Regions from separate parts of the Canis lupus genome. Here region 2 is linked to region 1. A link is a contact called in public Hi-C data. All regions are on one chromosome and are shown on one strand. Each heading gives the region's core, a stretch centred on a gene start, on an enhancer-like site or on the middle of the called end of the contact. The rest is flanking DNA. Distances are from core to core; before and after follow the strand shown. Region 1 overlaps ADD1 (alpha-adducin). Region 2 has its middle 5.6 kb from the start of SH3BP2.

Region 1 (6,956 bases), core at 2,446-4,945:
CCATTGCCTAATGTCACATGGCAAGATGATGGACTCTCTGAACTCCATCAAAACAGTGTGACATTGCAGCAGGCAATAGGGCCCTTTATCGTTTGTCCTACAATACCTTGTTCTGAATATGCAAAGAACCTGCTCACACCAGAGACGTGGCCACCCTGGAAAGCAAATCCCCACCCCACCCCCATCCCCACTGTGGCATCTTCATTGCGCAGACATCTTCCTTCTGCCAACTCAGCCTATCACAATTTTACCTACTCTTTTTTTTTTTTTTAATTTTTTTTTTAATTTTTATTTATTTATGATAGTCACAGAGAGAGAGAGAGAGAGAGAGAGAGAGAGAGGCAGAGACACAGGCAGAGGGAGAAGCAGGCTCCATGCACCGGGAGCCCGATGTGGGATTCGATCCCGGGTCTCCAGGATCGCGCCCTGGGCCAAAGGCAGGCGCCAAACCGCTGCGCCACCCAGGGATCCCAATTTTACCTACTCTTTGAGGTCATTTCCAAGTGCCACCCACATAGTTTCCCCCGATCCCTGCCAAAGGAGGAGACTGCTCACTGAACCCTCTAGCACAGACTGCACCCTGCTGGGTACCACCCAAACATCCCAATTATGCTGTAACACCAGGCCCAGTTTCTGTGTTGTGCTGGGCTCCGGGTCACTGCACCATGGGAAAAGGGTCTCCCACACAGTAAATCAGCAGCAAATGTCTGTGGAACACAGTAGTCAGGCCACACGTGGCTAGAACTTGCTGTTAAAAAGCAAAACGTGGCTAGCTTCCCCACCCCCATCCCATGGCTTGTTTGTGGGAAGATGGGTACTGAGCTGACTGCTGCTCCAGGAGCCAGTTACCCAGTAGTCCACTTCAGAGCAGAGCAAGCTCTGTGCTCTTGCCCCCACCTCATCCAAAGGAGATTCCTTTTGAACCACACAGGAACACAAGAAACCCTCCTCTTTATATTTTACAGTGACTTAGCTTCGGAGTTCAATTACCCTGGTGCTTCTGTATGATTTTTGAGGGTGAAAGCATTCAGATACTGCATGAAGACAGCAATTTTACTTGCTATAAAAACACCAACACTGCTGCTTTCAGAACAAAAGCTTTACCATCATGTGGTAGCAACATTCTTACCAGATTATCGAGCATCCGCATGAGGGCTTCAAACTCCTGCTCGCCAATCTGCCACTTGGGAGGTGAGCCGGTGCCCTCCCCTGCCGGGGACCCCGGGGAACGGGATTTGGCTTTGTACTTGCCAGGATCCAGGAGAACTAAGTTGTCTGGCCCTCCTGCACTGGCCAGAGTTCGAACCTTTTCAAAACAAGCAAACAGTATAGTTTGAGTTCCTTACTGAGGGCAAGACAATCAGATCAGCTGACTACAAGAGATTACTCAAACAGAAACCAAATTTCTAAGAGTGTAAGAATGAAAAATGCAGGATGGACAGCAACAGGCTATCCATATACAAGGTCACTTTTGAAAGTTCTTTAGAAAACAAAAATACTACACGCTCATGCTTGGAAGGAGCCTGAGGACTTGCAGGACTGCTCAGATGTATGTCAAGTTACCATCAGGGAGTACACACTTGGGGTTGAGCAGAGCTGGCTCGGTGTCACCCACCACCACAGGACAGTGGGTAAGTCTCTCCTTCTCTGTACCTGCTTTTCCACGAACAGTGTCATGGGGGGGCACACGTAAATAAAGCACCTGATACCAGGGCTGGCACACACTAGTACTCCATAAATGGTGGTGACTCATGTATTTGAATAATACAAAACTAAAAACAAAAAGTCCAGTAATCATTTGATAACTTAAATCAGTGAAAGGGCATTTGCTCTGGTCAATATTCAAATCCACTAGGCTCATCTCGGACAAAGAGGTTAGCAAAGACTCATTCCTACAAAACAAGTATCAAAAATCAACAAGAACCCTGCAAACACTCAGAGAAGCCACAGGCTGCAGAGGGAGGCTGCCGCCTACCTGGATCTCACATGCGACCACCAGGTTATGGATGTAGTAGAAGGCCTCCTCAACGCTCTCTCCGACAGACACCAGCCCGTGATTCCGGAGAATAAGAACCTGCCAGGAAATACGAAAGCTCGAGGGAGCTACACAAGAAGACTGCTACTTTGACTTTTTTCTTTCTTCTACAAATTAAGCACCAGATTAGATGCCTACTGACCTTGCTTTTAGGCCCCAAATTTTTCTGAATTAATACTTTTTCCTCCTCATCAACCAGAATCCCATGATAATCATGGTAAGCCACTTCTCCAAGGGAAAGTGCCTCTGGGGAGATTGGCAAGAGGCCGCATTTCATCGCAGAGACCTAGAGAACAAGCAGTCACCATGAATGAAGGCAAAGTGACAGCCACACACTGATGATGTAGCAAATGCTTTCCTCAAAGAAATGAAAGGGAACATATTTCATTCCGTTCTCTTCTCAGAAATAAATAAAACTATAAACTTAGGATGAACCTTACTTGGGGGGCTAACTAACACTTAAAAGTCAAAGGCATTGCTTGCTACCCTGGGAGAGCCTCAGAAGAAACTCCACAGCTTTCTGGACTTCTCCCACACTGATCATGACCCTGTATGAGCTCAGGCTTCACGCCAAGACAAGCCAGGCCCTACAGTTCCCTTTGAGTGAGTCATGACCCTGCAAAGAGAGGTTTTAGAAATGCTGTAAGGTTCTGATGCACTTTTCCTCTAAGGATGCAGGTGAAATTGAAACCTGAAATGTAGATAAACGCCAATTTCTGAAGTTTACAATAATCATGCTTCCTCTACTGAAGTAAAACAATCTAAGTGTTCATATAACCCTTAAGTTTCCTTAACTTTCCCAAACTGAACTTAAAACATGTTAATTTTGAAGGTTTTCTACCTAGACTAACAGGCTCCAAAGATTTCAACAGCACTCACAGGGGAACAACTGCACACAAAGGTGCAACTAAAAGACTCAAAAAAGACGCCACATTTAATCCCTTTCATGGCATCAGCCCTCCTGGGAAAAGAACTTTCCAAGTGAAGTGATTTGGTATGTTTTAAAACAAATTACATGGTAAGCTGTTTGCAACCATATTCTCAAAGGTACCTCTACTGGTTCGTTAAAATGCATGGACTTTTTTTGTGGTTGAAAGAACATGCTTTTTTTTTTTTAGAAAAAAAATTCAGAAAATGATGGAGCTAATAAAATAAAACTCATGTGGACATTTAGAACCACATGTTCAAAATTAAAAAAAAAAAAGCCAGATAGATCTAACATTCATTAAAATAACCCAATATATATGACATTAAAACATCAAGATAGATTAAAATTCACCATTACTGAATCCACAAGGTCATGTGTGGTATAGTCGTCATGGTTCCCTGTCACATGACTGTACCAACAACCGGAATCGCGTTTTCATGCTGGGAGGTGTGGGCTGCTGGCACCAGAAGGGCCTGGGCTTTGTGACCAGGCTGAGGCAGGCTCTGGGCTCCAGGCTTGGAGGCCAGATCTCCTAACAGCTATGTATAAGGGTTGTGCCTTCTCCTTGCAACAGCCCCTTCCTTCCTATCTTGACCCAGCCTGGGCGTCTGCTGGCTCTATGCAGACATCTAAGGGCCTCTACGCCTCAATCTCTCCCTCCCATACCTGGCTCTTCCCCACAGTCCATCAGCAGGCTTAGGTTTCCTGCATCCCCCAGGCCTTCCCTGAGCCCACAGCACCCTCACCCCGCAGTCTGCCTGAGCCCCTCTCTTCCTCCTGTCCTACCCTCTTCCCAGACGAGGTGTCTGTGCAGTCTCTCTGCAGATCCCAGCAGTCTTCTATACCCTGAAGTCTGACCTCACCCTCAGCATGCTGATTTTCTATTAAGTCTAGTGGACACTTTCAGACTCACACAGGTTTTCCAAAAACTAGATAGCGTATGGACCCCTTAAAAGAAAAGAAAAAAATTTTTAAGATGTTATTTATTCATGAAAGACACAGAGAGGCAAAGACCTAGGTAGAGGGAGAAGCAGGCTTCCCGCAGGGAACCTGATGTGGGATTTGATCCCGGGACCCCAGGATCATGCCCTCATCCGAAGGCAGATGCTCAACCACTGAGCTACCCAGGCGTCCCCAAAAAAATTCTTTTAAGAAAGTCAAACTTAGTTAAAAAAAAAAATACTTTACTCCAACAAAATTGGCTTATTGACATATTGCCTCAAGAGAGCACAATTATAAGGAAATGTGAAGTGCCTTCCACTAAATAATTTTAAAATCGGAGTTGCTACCAGAGCAGCACACTCACCGCAGCTCCTGCTGGTATATGAATATGCACAACACACTTCACATCTGGTCGCGCAGCATAAATGGCAGAGTGTAACACGAAGCCAGCTTGATTTACTCCTAGGTTAGTACTTCCACGATCTACTACATCTCCTTGTAAATTGATTTTAACCTGAAAATACGCAAATAAAAAATTTAAATGTCGAGGATTTCAAATTACCTTTCTAAGAAATTATTTAAACCAAAGTTTTAAGTGTTTATAACAAATTCTAAAGCTTTTTTCTGAATTTATCACACAAAACATAAACTTATTTTTCATTCTGGGATTGAAAGGTGTTTAATTATCGACTATGGCCTAAACACACATGATGCCCAAGAGGAAAAGGATATTCTTACCAAACTGGATGCAGTCACTTCACTATAGAGAAGTCCAAAGGGAACAATGAGGAAATGTTCCTGCTCGGAGCTCACTCTGGTCTGTAAGAAAAATTACTGACTCAGCTAAAAAATCCAATTGAAATTATTTGCATCTCTTTCCATCCACAAACTCTACTGTGCACATTCAGTGAACTACAGAGGAAAGCACGTAAGTAACAGTGCCTGTCACAGAATCCAGAGGTACTGGAAACTTTCTACCATTGCAGGTAGTAACTTCTCAGGTACAGAAAGTGCACACTGGTCACATTCATGACAACAGACTTTATAAATAAAATACTTGGTGGCTACCAACACAGTATCACATGAAACCAAAACCTGCAGGATAGTGAACGATCACAACGACAAACAGGGAGTCCCTCCTTATTGCCTGGTTGATTTCAAAAAGTCTCTACCACACCACATCATTGTGCTCACAACCAGTTGGCTCCTTCCTCAATCACTTCCTGTCCACAATTCATTCAGTACAGACGTGGCACATACTATGTACCTGCTAGATGCAGGTACTAAGTGCTAGATGCCAGTAACACAATAGAACAAAAGAGTCCTGCCCTCCAAAAATCAGTTTAGTTTTTTTATTTTATTTACTTGACAGAAAGAGAAAGAGCGAGAGAGCGAGGGAACACAAGCAAGGGGAGGGGCAGGGGGAGAGGGAGAAGCAGGCTCCCGGCTCAGCAGGGAGCCCGACTCAGGACTGGATCCCAGGACCTTGGCATCATAACCTGAGCTGAAGGCAGCTGCTCAACCAAGTTACCCAGGCACCCTGAAGTGTAGTTTTTATGATGATTTTGGGAGACATTATATTAGCAGGTGTTCACTGCTTGGGCAAAGAACCCCAATGGGGGTAGGGCAGGTAGAGTGAAGTGTTCGTGGAAAAGGACTTACAGTGTTTGGCCCAACTTCCCAACTGGTGTAGTGACTTCTGTAATGACCCAAACAGAAGCACATATGGGGTCTGCTGGGCAGGGGTGGTGATGGGACGCTCACCACGTCCTCTCTGCCTCCGCATTTCCTCATTCAGCAAAGAGTCACTGAACCACCAGCTCCAACACAGGGGCTGGGGTACAGACGGAAATAAAGCTAGAGACCTGGTCATCAAACATTCTCTCTCACACTGAGCAGAAATCTGTCTTCCTGAGTTTTTCATCATTCTTTCTAGTATGCAACACAGAACAAACTCAATCCACCACTTCTACAATTTAGTTCTCAGATACCTGAAATGATCCTACCTTCTCATGTCACCTTCGTCTAAACCCATGTGATTTGCTTGGCATAGTACGACGCAGATCCACAATCATGTAAGACCTTAGTGAAATCCTAGCTCTGCCAAGTAGGGGGCTATGCTGCTTTGGGGACCCTGGCTTCCTGGTCTCCTTCCCCCAGGGTAAGGAGGGGATGATAAGAGCTCACACTCACCATAAAGAGAAAATGGCATCTCCCCAGGAGGACTATTATTAGTGATAGTAGGAGCAGCAGCAGTAAATCACGAATGAGCCTGTTCTAAATTCACCTCCATGATATATTCACCTCCATGATATCCATTCACTTAACCCCATTCTCTGCTCTTAGTTTGTTTCAAAAATGCACATGTGGTTTCTACCCTTTCTGAAAATATTTTCCCATTAACAGTGAGTTAGTCAGGCTTATTTCTAAAGTTTGTTCTTGTATTTTAAAAAGCATGGGATCCCTGGGTGGCACAGCGGTTTGGCGCCTGCCTTTGGCCCAGAGCGTGATCCTGGAGACCCGGGATCGAATCCCACGTCGGGCTCCCAGTGCATGGAGCCTGCTTCTCCCTCTGCCTGTGTCTCTGCCTCTCTCTCTCTCTCTGTGACTATCATAAAAAAATAAAAAAATAAAAAAAAAACAAAAAAATAAAAAGCATGCATCTTTTTAACTATCTAAAACAAAACTAACAGGCACCTGGGAGGCTCAAACAGTGAAGCATCTGCCTTCAACTCAGGTCACAATCCCAGGGTCCCGGGATGCAGCCCCACATTGGGCTCCCTGCTCAGCATGGAGTCTGCTTCTCCCTCTCCCTTTGCCCCAGCTCACACTCGCTCTCTCTCAAATAAATCTTAAAAAAAAAAAAAAGAGCCTAGCAAATCTACATATTCTAATGGAAAAAGCTTAAAATCTATAATTTTCTGAGTCTGAAGCAAAAAAAAGGAAAAAGTGCTGAGGCACCTGCATAGCTCATTTGGTTAAGCATCTGACTCGTGATTTCTGCTCAGGTCATGATCTCAGGCCTGTGAGAACAGACCCACATCAGGCTCT
Region 2 (6,956 bases), core at 2,288-4,787, 110 kb after region 1:
CCCAGGGCTGGCTGGGCTGGGCTGGAGCTCCTGATAAAAGTGCTTACCATCTCACAGCTGAACATGTGTGTTTTCTGATGGTTCAGCAGACCAAGTGCCAGCCCTCTGCTGCACCCTGGAGACCCCAAGGTGATATAGGAAAAGCCCCACTCTTGCAGCTCATGGGAAGGAGCAGATACATACACATGTGAGCAGACAACATCTTGTCAACCATGAGTGACCTCTTCCTGGAGTGGGTGGCTGGGGAGGGGGATGGACCGGGAACAGGGTGGAAGAAAGCCAGACATCTGTGCCTCCAGCCAGAGCATGACAGCAGGGGCCAGTTTCAAATGCCACGTTCCCAGGTGACTAATGGCAGAGAGGCCTCATGGCAGAGAGGCCTCATCATCAGGGTCACAGCAAACAGTTGGGACAGACCAAGTGCTCCAGAGATATATCACCTGCAAATGCACATCCGCCTCTGTGTGTGCAGGGCATATCAGCCAAATGGGGAACAGCAGGCAGCCTCCACCTTGGAGAGAATCGAAAACTCACCTTGCTGTTGTCCTTCCTCCACAGCATAAGCCAAGCCTTGGGGAGAGAGGGCATCCTGGCTGGACCTCAGCGCTGCTCAAAGCAGCCTGTCAAGCCAGGGAGTACAGGAGGCAGAGGTCAGAGGAGCTGGGCCCTCAGGGGGTTTCCACAGGAGCCAGCAGGACAGTCACAGGTAAGAAGGAGGCTCTCGACTGCTGGGGAAAGTGTTCAGGCAGGCTGGCCCGGCTCTGAAGGTGAGCAGAATGAGGCAATGAGCTCTGGGTGGCCAGGGGGAGGATGGGGCAGGCCACCGCAGAGCACAACCATATGAAAGGCCCACAAGTGACTCCTGAACTGCACTCAGCGGGGGAGGGCCAAAGAGCAGGGCTAGTCCCTCTGCCACAGCCATCAAGAGGGTAGCCATGGCTGCTGACTTGGTGGGCTGTGCCAGGGCCCAGCACATCTAGAGCAGCTGCAGTCTAGGGGTGGGGTGCGGGGCAGGACTTTGATAAGATTAAGATGGAGTGGGAGGGGGCAAGATCTGCCACCAGCCCAGGGGTCATCCCCCTTCCCAAAGCCTTGGAGCTGCATGAATCCTGACCCTTCCTAAAGTCATGTCACCAGTGCCAGCCTCTGTGCTGACCACCAGGCTTGGCACAGACTTGCCAGGCTCATGATCCAAGGCCCACTCACCATCTCTGCCTGGATATCGCCAAGCATCTCAGGTTTAACACATCCAAAAGCAAGCCCTTCATGTCCTCTGCCCTCCCCATCTCCAGCCTGTGCTTACCCTGTCTGCCTAGAATCCTGCCCCCTCTCAGACCCTACCATACCATCCTCACTCATCTGGTCTCCTGTTCCTGTCCTTGCTTTGCAATATCCGATGTCAGAGGGATTCAGTCACAATGCCAGTTAGATCATGATCCCTCTCTACTCTGGAGCTTCCCAGGGCAAATGCCTGACTTCTCACTGTGGGCATGGACCTGTACAACCCTTCTGTTCTCTCCGAGCACCTCTCCCTGCAAGTGCCCACCTCCAGGAGCCACACTCGCCTTCTGGCTGCTGGGGAAAGAGCCCAGTAAAGAAGGTTGGGTCTCCCACACACCAGGCACATTCCCACCCCAGGGCCTTTGCACTTGCTGTTCCTTCTTAGATGATTCTGACCCCAGATTTCTGTATGGCTCACCTCCTCACTTCCCTCAGTCTCTGTTTTAGCTCCACATTCTTAGATAGTGCTCTCCTCATTTCTCATTTCTCTTTTTAAAGCTGCCCACCATTATGCTCTCTCCCTGCCCATCCTTCTCTGAACCCTTATGTGTGTATATATATATATATATTTTTTTTTTTCTTCCCCTTCCCCTAAACCCCTATGTATTTTTATTGATTCTGGTTGGACCTCACCTGGAGTATCATCTTACAAGGCTGGGACCAGGCATCCTCCTTCCCCAGGGCTTCAGTGCCCTCTGTTACAGAGTAGATGCTCAATAAGTGGTTGATGGATGAGCAGACGAAGGCCTCAAGGGACAGCAGGAAAGGGCAAGTTTACGCAGCTGCTCACCTGGGTGCCCATATCCAGAGGACCCTGGAAGCATCAGCCTCCTCTCCCAGCCCAGCCCCAGGAGCGGCCCTATTGTCATGCCAGGTACCGCCTCACCAGGCTGGCTGTGGGCTGTGGCTGACACCCTGGCAGGCTTACTCCTGGGCCAGGCCAAGGCTGATGGCTGTAGCACTGTACCCTCTGGCAATTTAGCTCCTAGGCGGGAACATGGGGAACCAGTGTCCACCCCATTCTCCTATCCCCCAGGTGAGAGCATTTGGAGCCACCCTGGGCAGGCCCCTGGCCACATGGCCCAGCAGGTGAGGAAGAGGCAGTGATGCTGGGAGGGTGTGTTGATTGCTGGGCTCTTCCAGGGGTCATTCACAGTATGTGCCTGACAAGGGGACAGGCTGGGCAGGAGCTGTCTGCCTTTGGCTCCAGGCCATTTCTGAACCTCCGGCAGGGCCTCCAGTGCTCCCTCACACTGCTTTGCCCTGGGTGGAGGTGGGGATGTCTTTTCCTTTGCTGGAAACAGGGGGACAGCAGTAGAGTGGGAACCAGGGCTGGAGGATGGCAATATAGGCAGCAGAGGTTTACAGGATGCCTGTGTGCTGGGAAGAGATGGGGAGTCTCATTGAGACTCCAAACCAGAGCTCCCAAGCTGGTTTCCCCACTGCCTCCTCACCCTCCTGCATCCGTCCTGAGGACCCAGCTCAGTATCCCTGTCCCAGTCACTAGAGTTCCTGTCCAGATACCCACCCACATCTCAGCCCCCACCTGCCCCATTGCATAGAGCTCGCTGGACTTCCTGGCTCGCACTCCCTCCAGGCAGGGACCCTGGGGGGAGGTCTTGTTGGCCAGGTCTGTATCCCCAGAATCATCCAGAACAGGGCCATGCTCAGAGGCTGCCCTCAGCAGGTGGCACTGTCTGTGGGCCTCTGGGTGGGCCACCAGGATGAGTGCCTGGATGGTGCTCTGCTGCCCCCCGGGCCCTGGCATGGCCATATGAGACAGGGTGTAGGTTGATAGAGTCAGAGAAGCCTTTCTGGGGATGACAGAACCGAGTGGCCCTGGTAGCCTGGAGGGCTCTCCTGGAAAATGGAGTGCTGTGGGCTGTGGGCCTTCCCTGCCCATCTACCTGCCCTCCCCAAGTGGGCTGCACCCTGCCAGCAGCCACCAACAGTGTCCCCCAAGGCCAGATTGGCTGCTGTTTGCCCTCCCAGGGGTTTGTTTGGGTGAATTTTCCACAGAGAATAACAGTGTCAGGCTGGCCCCATTAAGACATTCTATTTTAAGACACCAACCCCACCGGTAGAGGAGGTAGGGCCCACGCACAGACTCTTGTTTCTATTTTTGTATCCAACCACGCCTGCTTTCAGCCCCCGGAGCCCAATTTGGAACTTGAAAGTGGCCCATTCTATTCTCGTCCCACTTCCGGCCTTCGTAGTGTGGAGGAGGTGGGTGTCTGTACACATGGAGCCTTCTCTCTCCACCTCTTCAACCCCTCCTCTGAAGCTCCTACACCCTGCCATCCACGTGACCTCCTGGAAGGCCCTGGGCTCTGGCAGGGGAAGCCCATGGGGCTTGGGAAGGGGAAGCTGTGGCCCTCAGGGCGGGAAGCCTCCTGGAACCCCTGGCAGGCCCCACCTATCAGCCCATCCAGGGTGAGGGGACATCCAGTCCTCCTCTGCCAGCAGTGGACAATGGGATGAAGTGGGATAGTGAAGCCTTTCTCCTCCACCAGAGGTGGGAGGAATAAAGGTGAGCCTGGGCAGGCTCCAAGGGCTGCCCTCCAGGCCCTGACTCAGCAAGAATGAAGGGGAGAGTTGCCCAGCCAGGCTCCCAGAGCTTCCTGCCCAGCTGGGCCCCTCGCAGGTTCTGGGAGAGCCTACAGCCCCCTGCCCCAAGGTGAGGATGGAGGATCACTCCTTTCACCTTTCCAGTCATCCACTCTCAAGAGTGGACTCTGGCCTCAACTCCCACTCTCAGGGGCACCCCCAACATTGGTGGGCAGTTCTAAGGCTCCCAGATGCTGGCCTGGGTACACCACCCCCTGACCAATCAGCCAAACTGATGTCACGGTGCCCACCTGTGTTCCCATCCCCCACCCCCAGGCTGAGGCAGAGTGCCCTGGGCCCCAGGCTTAGCGCCAGCCAGTGCCCATCACAGCAGCTTAGAATGGCTCAGGCCCAGGGTGCACGGCTTCTGAGCCCCCTGCCCAAACTGCCTTTCGGCTGGCCTTGCACAGTAGTGGGACTGGGAGAAGATGAACATGGACCATCCACAGTGGTCTTCTGAGCAGTGTCCAGGTGGAACTGGCTGTGAGAGGGGTGGTGGGGCAAAGGGGAGAATCCAGGGACTCCAAGAACCGCAAGGCTACTATCTCACAGGGAAGCCAGGTTAGCATGCTAGGAGGGCCAGGAGGGGAGTGAGGAGTAGGGTCACTGGAGGCATAACCGAACCAGGCCCTGTCAGGGGGGCACCAAGGCCTTCCTGGAGCCCCTGCTCATATCCCTTATTCCAACTCATCCTGCAGCCACTGCAGATGGCACCGAGCCCCATTATCAGATACAAAACCCGGTGCTCTCAGGAAGTCTGGCGGCAGAACCTGTGTGCCTGCTCCCACAGAACCGCACAGAGATACAAGGTTGCTGGGGTTTTTTCTGTTTCATATTGCAAAAAGTTAAGGGTGGTGTTTATCTCAACTCATTCACAGATAGTGTTAGAATGCCTGGCTAACCATTAGAGAAAGAAAGAGATCCTACCTTCCATCTTAAGCCAAAATAAGTTCCACCCAGATCAAAGGCTTAACATGTGAGAGAGAAAAAGAAAGAAAAAGAAGAAAGAAAGAATGAAAGAAAGAGAGAAAGAAAGAAGAAAGAAAGAAAGAAAGAAAGAAAGAAAGAAAGAAAGAAAGAAAGAAAGAAAGAAAGAAAGAAAGAAAGAAAGATAGATATGAGGGGCACCTGGGTGGCTCAGGGGTTGAGCATATGCCTTTGACTCAGGGTGTGATCCTGGGGTCCTGGGATCGAGTCCCCACATCGGGCTCCCTGCAGGGAGCCTGCTTCTCCCTCTGTCTATGTCTTTGCCTCTCTCTCTCTGCCTCTCATGAATAAGTAAATAAAATCTTAAAAAAAAAAAAGATGTATTAAAAGAGAATGGGGGTGCTTATACACTCTGGATGAGGCAGGCTCTCCAGGCACAACACGAAAGGCAGAAGGACCAGCTTTGGGGGATAAAGGAAAGAACCAGCAGATACGGCAACATCAGAGTGACCCCAAAAAGCTGAACATCAGAAATGCCATAAATAAAATTGAAAGGAAAACCACAAGCTGGGGAGGAATACGTGCAAAATGCATGCATCAACAAGGGATGAATATAAAAAGCAATTTTATGAGCTATTTACAAGTTTCTCCCTTTAGCTGAAAATGGGAACTGTGTGTTACCACTGAGACAGCTTTAAACACATTCCACCTCACCAGCAAGGAATAAATACAAACGAGAACCATGAGAAGGCATTTTTTTACTTACTGGCATCAAACTCTTCCTTGGCACCCCAATATATAAGAGCAGGTAAAAGCAGCATTTTGTTGTTACACCTTCATGTATTTACTTATTATAAGGAGAATCTATAGTCATTCTTTCTAGGGTTGCACGAATGAGCTGGTCTTGAGGCACACGTTTACATCCTGCCAGTTTACCAACAAGATGAAATTGGGCACGCAGCTCATTTGAATGTATGTTTTAAATTTAGTTTCAACTCGTTACTGGAGTTACATGTGCATGTGATTTAGAGAGTTACATAGATTTTACAAGGGCTACTTACAGAACACAGCCGTCCCCTACCCCTCATTTTCCATGGCAACTTTTACCTCATTCTTTTAGTTTCACTTCCATATTCCCAAGTAACACACTTTTATTGCCACTTCCTGACTCTGATATCATTGCACCATCATTTTGTTCAGATCGACAGTCATGGCTGGCATCATCATGCTAGCACATAAACCACATCTAAGCCACATAATGTGTCCCAATAACTTTCCTTTCTTGCTCTACTTCTTGTTTCTCTCAACTTCATGTCATCTTTTTTTTTTTATGTTGTTTAATCTTTCATAACTAATTGAACACGAAATTCTGCCAAATATCCAAATCTCCCTCAAGATATCCTGGCATATCAGGTATTCACTCAACTCTAAGTAGACTCTGCTTTCTGAGCCTGAATCAACATCACCCCAGATCTGCCTGCCCCAGTACATTCCCTGAATTCGTCCTCTCTGCTGAGGATCCCCTGATCCCTCTTTTTTGACTTCCTTCTGTGTCTGCTGGAGCACACCTTCCAGCAGCTTCCAGGGAAAGGGTGCTGGGACAGAAACTTTTTGAGACCTTATCTTTCTGAAATGTGAAAATTAACAAAAAGAGCTCACTGCTGTGGACGCAGGATGCTAGAAGGGGAGGTTGGCGGGGGAGCTAGAACACTCAGTGTCCAGTGTAGGAGGAATTGTCCATTACAGAGCTCTAACAGAAGCACCCTGGACAGCCCAGAGTCATCGATTACAGACCCCAGCCAGGAAAGTGGACACTGTATCTCCTACAAACCAACTGTCTAGCAACTCAGCCAATGAGAAACCCTCAGCACTTGGTGGACTTTTTTTTTTTTTTTAAGATTTTATTTATTTTTTTGTGAGAGACACAGAGAGAGAGAAAGAGAGAGAGAGGCAGAGACACAGGCAGAGGGAGAAGCAGGCTCCATGCAGGGAGCCCGACGTGGGACTCGATCCCGGGCGTCCAGGATCACGCACTAGGCCAAAGGCGGCACTAAACCGCTGAGCCACCCGGGCTGCCCACTTGGTGGACTTTTGTTGGAAATAGCCCTTCCCTACATCCTCCTCCTCCAAAAACTAATGCT

Evidence for each region. Hi-C and Micro-C count contacts between places; a contact is called where the count stands out from the background.
Region 2: a contact with region 1 is called in a Hi-C map of skin fibroblasts, with 2.3 times the contacts expected there. The contact joins two enhancer-like sites. A contact is called at or near these places in 5 of 9 Hi-C or Micro-C datasets (amygdala, blood, liver and 1 more).

The regions. Positions count from the first base shown.
Region 1 is chr3:61,908,221-61,915,176 of UU_Cfam_GSD_1.0, forward strand. ADD1 (alpha-adducin) reads right to left here. Exons shown (of 15, transcript XM_038533206.1): 5 at 4,644-4,724; 6 at 4,270-4,419; 7 at 2,178-2,321; 8 at 1,976-2,074; 9 at 1,130-1,306. Among named protein-coding and RNA genes, the nearest start is that of MFSD10, 28 kb to the left of the region's middle. Within about 2 kb of position 3,696, at least 2 of the 20 cell types and tissues checked have an H3K27ac peak or open chromatin away from gene starts, as enhancers often do.
Region 2 is chr3:62,022,879-62,029,834 of UU_Cfam_GSD_1.0, forward strand. No RefSeq gene overlaps it. Among named protein-coding and RNA genes, the nearest start is that of SH3BP2, 5.6 kb to the left of the region's middle. Within about 2 kb of position 3,538, at least 5 of the 20 cell types and tissues checked have an H3K27ac peak or open chromatin away from gene starts, as enhancers often do.